2 separate regions of the Sus scrofa genome follow, and region 2 is linked to region 1. The links are chromatin contacts, called in public HiChIP or PLAC-seq maps. All regions are on one chromosome and are shown on one strand. The core of a region is the stretch at or near the end of the contact, and the rest is flanking DNA. Distances in the headings are between cores, read along the strand shown.

The links. HiChIP or PLAC-seq counts read pairs in DNA pulled down with a chosen protein or histone mark.
Region 2: an H3K27ac HiChIP or PLAC-seq map of alveolar macrophages shows a contact between it and region 1. The contact joins two enhancer-like sites. A contact is called at or near these places in 1 of 47 Hi-C or Micro-C datasets (heart right ventricle) and 1 of 2 datasets of contacts at active chromatin or transcription factors (alveolar macrophages).

The regions. Positions count from the first base shown.
Region 1 is chr13:3,533,068-3,535,764 of Sscrofa11.1, reverse strand. The region is part of intron 4 of RFTN1 (raftlin); the gene reads left to right. Among named protein-coding and RNA genes, the nearest start is that of TRNAE-UUC, 36 kb to the left of the region's middle. Within about 2 kb of position 1,379, at least 4 of the 83 cell types and tissues checked have an H3K27ac peak or open chromatin away from gene starts, as enhancers often do. A contact at or near this core is called in alveolar macrophages, where this site is marked.
Region 2 is chr13:3,701,642-3,704,338 of Sscrofa11.1, reverse strand. No RefSeq gene overlaps it. Among named protein-coding and RNA genes, the nearest start is that of RFTN1, 28 kb to the right of the region's middle. Within about 2 kb of position 1,353, at least 1 of the 83 cell types and tissues checked has an H3K27ac peak or open chromatin away from gene starts, as enhancers often do. A contact at or near this core is called in alveolar macrophages, where this site is marked.

The DNA.
Region 1 (2,697 bases), core at 130-2,629:
ATATGCCGCGGGAGCGGCCCAGTAAATAGCAAAAAGACAAAAAAAAAAAATATTTTTCTCTATCTTGAAATTCCTTTTCTTCTGAAAGCTGCCTTATTCCCACCATGCACCTCTGTGATTTCCATGGGAGCCACCCTAACAATGGTCAGAGCTAATTGGCCCAGAAGTGGATGCCTGATCTAAGCTGAGCCAATCAGAACCCTTCCCTGAGATCTTTTATTTATGTGTTACCAGGACATTTAAACATTCGATCTCCAGTGGCTAGGCTATGAGCCAGAAAACTGAGAAATTGTCAATGGACATATTTTCTGCCACATGGAGAAAATTCATCCTGGGTAAGAAAGAAGAATGATGTTGCCAAATAAAGGAAAGTAGGGAAAAAACCTGGAGCAAGTTTCCTGATAGTCCCAGGTCTTCTTAAGATCCTGTTCTGGCCTTACCCTGCTGGCCACTTGCTCTTTGAGATGCCGTTGGGTTGTTGCCCACAGATAAGTCTCTCCTTAATCACCTTCCTTTTGCACCTTTGATTTAGACTTTTGACATCAGGTTGGGATCTTCTGGTGGGTTGATTTTTCATGGGGGACTAATAACCAGTTGAAGATACTTGAGGGTTGGGAGCTTAAAAGCACACCCCCCTCTTAGTTCTACCAGTTTCCCAGGAACTACATTTTCAGTGAACAGTGAAATTGCAGGTACTGTCCAAGTGAAAGAACCATGTCAGTTAACACAGATAAGGAAGACCAGTACAACTCCTTTTGCCAGGAATGTCTGCCCTGAACAGAACTCCTGCCCCATCTCTTCCTTTCATTTGTAAGGGAGTTTACAGTTTTCCAGGTTCTTTCTGCATGCTCCAAGCTTCCCACCAGATAGCTCCTAATAGCAGAGGAGGATAAAAGAGTCCCTCTTTCCCCAACCCCAGCCCTGCCAAGGGCTTACGGTCAAGCAGTGGTCTCTCAAACTGAGCAGAGGCAAGTTGAGAAAGGTGGGTGGATCATATGGACTCTTCAGAGTCTCCCAGGTGCCCCTTGAGTTAGACCAGCATATATTAAATCCAAGAGGTCAGGGGTAGTGCCTGTTTGGCTCACTTTTGCTTCCCCAGCACCTAGTAGATATTGAGTAAATAATTAGGGAATGAATGTCTGGGTATTATTATCCCCATTTTATTGATTAGGAAACTGAGGCTCAGATAAATCCACAGAGTTGACCCATAGCATAGCTAGTGAGTGACAGGGCTGGGTCTGAAGCTTTAGGTCTCAGACTGGCTCATTCTGAGCCCTCTCAGTCATTAAAAGAGAAAATCACAACACAGGAACGTCTGCCTGAGCTTTCCTTATGGCCTCAGAATGGAGCTCACCACCCAGCAGTGCTTGGTGAAAGTTTCAGTTCCTGAAGCTAAGCGTTAACACGTCAGGACTAAAGGTAGCTTCAGACATGAGCTTAAACCCGTGTTATTTTTGGACCTCTGTTTTCAGAAAGCTGTACCAGAGTTTAGGTGACAGAAAATGAGAGGGGTTGCGTGTGTGTATGTGATAAAATATTCACCGCAAAGACTCATGTGTAACCGTGCAACCCAGAACAGCATTTTTGTGCCTGTTCTTGACATATGGTACATGCCTCCGTTTGTAGGTTCCCTTTGTATGTCATGGATCTCCAAAGACTTTAAAATGTCAGCTGTCATGGAACAGTGGCCCATGAGTTAGGAAGGGTCAGAATGGGCAGTGGTCTGGTCGAGGGTCCATTTGAGATGTCTGTGTGTCTGAGTCTTGGCCTTTACCCTCTATTATATGTCTCTACAATCATTGTCAATAGCTATGTTTCCCAGTATTTTATACGCCATATTATGCATCATAGCATCATGGTTCAGTAGGACTTTCTGTGATGGCAGAAATGTTCTATATTTGCACTGTCCAATACATTTTTTTTTTTTTTTTTTTTTTTTGCTTTTTAGGGCCGCACTCGCAGCATATGGAGGTTCATAGGCTAGGGGTCTAATCGGAGCTGTAGCCATCAGCCTGTACCACAGCTCATAGCAACACCATAGCCTTAACCCACTGAGCAAGGCCAGGGATTGAACCTACATCCTCATGGATACTAGTCAGATTTGTTTCTGCCAAGCCATGATGGGAACTCCCTGTCCAATACTATTAATACTATATAAATATTATATATTTGCACCAGCCACAGGGACTATCAAACACTTGAAATGTGGCTAATTTGAACTTTTAATCCTGTTTTGTTTGAATTAATTCAAATTTAAATAGTCACCCTTGGCTAGTGGCTACCATATTGGATAGCACAGCTCTCTATTTGCAAAAAGTTAGTAGGTTTCTGATTCCAAGCGTTAATTAGCACGTTAGTTATAAGGATTCCAATAGGTTCATCCTAAAGTTAGAAACTGCCTGTAACTTATAGATATTAAACCTACTAAAGACATAATTCTTTCACCTCAAAACATGGTGCAGATATTTCTCTTTCACCTGGGCAGCAGTGGCTGCAGTCTACCTTCTTGAACACTTCAGCCTCTCCTGGGCACCTTGAATAAATACCAGATTCAGTCCAGGTCTTGTTCCTTTTGGGGGCACATGCTCTCTTACTGCTTTGGGGGAGCTCTTAGCCATCCCCTGATTTCACACCCAATCAGGCTGAGAATTGGAGACCTCTACCAGCCTGCCCTGGGCTGTATTCCTTCCCTCACTC
Region 2 (2,697 bases), core at 104-2,603, 170 kb before region 1:
GCACTTGTTCCCATGTGAGTCCCTCAGTCTTTCTGCTGCTTCTCTTTGCTGCCTGTGGTTATGATTTTGTGCACTGGGTGTGTGATGCACATGAAAAGAGGGAAGGAGGTGGTGCATGCTGTGCCATCTGAGTGCACCTGCCCCTGTTCAAGGCCATGGATTTGTGTTTCTCAGCATACCTGTCCAATGTGACTTGAGGGTGACCAGAGGGTCTGGTGGTCTCCACGATCTGCAGCTGAAACTCCACGTGAGAATCCCTAGCTGTGGGACTATTTCTGCAAGTTCTCATTGAGTAGCACTAAGCTAGGGATTCATTTAACTCTTTTTTTTTCCTTTTTAGGGCCATTCCTGTGGCACATGGAACTTCCTGGACTAGAGGTCAAACTGGAGCTGCAGCTGCTTGCCTACACAGCAGACACAGACACAGCCATAGCATTGCAGGATACAAGCCACATCTGTGACCTATGCTGCAACTTGTGGCAATGCCAGACCCTTAACCCACTGAGCAAGACCAGGGATTGAACCCACATCCTCATGGATACTAGTTGGGGTCTTAACCTGCTGAGCCACAACAGAACTCCTAGGGCTTTAACTCTTGCATGATAAGGGGTATGCATTTAGTGCCTATCGATTATCTAATATTAGTATCGTGCCTTTAAATGAAATATTATTCCTCACAACAGCACATATATACATCTGAATAATAGGGGTCTAACCGTGTGGGAGACACGTAAAAGACTGAGTTCATGGACCGTGAAGGATGCAGATGGATTTGAGGATTTCCTGTACACATTCTGTACACCCCACCTCCCAAAGCCACATGGCCTACAGGTGGGGAAGCTGCATGATAATCAATGCAGTGTCTGTTATTACATCAGAAGGACTCATTCATCAGACAGCAGGGATCACAGAGAAGCAGCGCTTGTGTTACCCTGCTAGGCAGACCTGTAGGGATATGGGTTCTATAGGCACCTCTGAGAGGGTGTTGGACTTAGAGGATGGCTTTAAAGACAAATATTGCTGCCTTATGTTTTGTGTGAGTGGGGGGGGGGTTCCTTGAGCAACTATATGAGAACAAACAGTGGAAACATAGCAAGTACAAGTCATGATTTTGGGAACATTAATTTCTTACTAAAACTGCCTTGTGCTTGAAAACTTGAGCCCACAGCTGGGGTTTGGCAACCAAACCCTGCATGTTTGGGTTCTGGTTGAGTCTAAGATGCAGTTGATTGTATGAGGGATTAGCTTTTGCAGGGGTTACGGGCCCCTCCCCGTAACCCCTGTGGGGAGAAAAGTGTTGCTTGTTGGGGATAAACCTCAGCTAAAGTTGAAGTCGGGACAGACCTGTAGGGGGAGCTCTCATGCCCCATTGCACATCATTCATCACTCCAAACAGGAAGGAATGTACTGCTAGGACTTCCATCAGGAAGATGCCTCTACTTACTATCCAGCAAGATAAATCTACCCTCTGCCCTAGGGTAGCCCAGCCAATCAGAGACTGTTCCCCCCCAACCAATGAGATGCCTCCATGCTTTGGACCCCCAGCAACTCCAATGGACTCTTTTGTTATCTCAATCCTGCCAACTCCCCCTTTTTCTCTATAAAAGACTTGGAGGATGGCTTTAAAGACAAATCTTGGTTCTCTGGATTTGCCTGTGGTCCACCATTATTTCACACATCCTGAATTGCAATTCCTCTGGCTATTCCTGAATAAACTCGCTTTTGCTGGTAACATAGCTGGTTATTATATTATTTAAGATGACAGCCCCAAAATGAAAGGGAGACACGGAAAAAGGAATAATTATGCTACGACTCCAGGTCAGCCCCAGGGACTAATAATGAGAGCCAGCCTCTACTGATCACTTAGTCAGTGGCAGGCACAGTGTATTCCTTCGCTTTGTCCTCCTAACAACTCTGTACTGTCATATCCGTCACAGAAGAATCTGAGGTTTGAGATGTTAAATAAATTTTTCAGAGTCTCATACCCAGGTCTGTTGCTCTTGAAGACCTGGCCTCACTCCCACAGTGAGTGGAAGCCTCTTCAGGACTAACCTTTAAGGAAAGTGTGGCCTGCAGCTCATATTTGTGGGCACATGGCCTGGCTCCAATGAGTGAAACCCAAAGAGGATATTTTCAGCACCTCCATGGTATCAGCTTTGGGAGCCAGGGAATCAGTCAACCTCAAGAGTGAGGCATCTGTTCTCAAGGAACCAGAATGTACGTACCCCAGTTGTGTAAACTTGAGTCTCAGTCTCTTCTGTAAAATGGGGATGACAATAACTCCTCTATCAGGATTAGATTCATCTAGAATGACTAATCGTAGCTTAAACAAGGAAAGTGTATTTTCCTCTCATATAAACAAACTCTGGAGATGTACCATCCAGAAGTCATTTGGTGGCGCGATTGTCATCAAATATCCAGGCTTTGTGTATTTGTTCTGCCATTCTCACTGCATTTCTTTCACCTCAAAGTCCTAATAGCTATTCGAGCTCCAGCCATTACATCTGCTTCCATTCATCAGGAAGGAAGAAGGGGCAGAGGAGAGGGCACCTTTCTTTATGGTCGCTCTCTTCCTGGAAGTGCACATGCCTCTTCTGTTTACATCTCTGGATCAGAACTCAGCAAATGCCAAACCTAGCTGCAAAGGAAGCCGAGTTTTCCTTCTGTGAAGTCACTTGTCCAGCTAAGAAGCTAGAG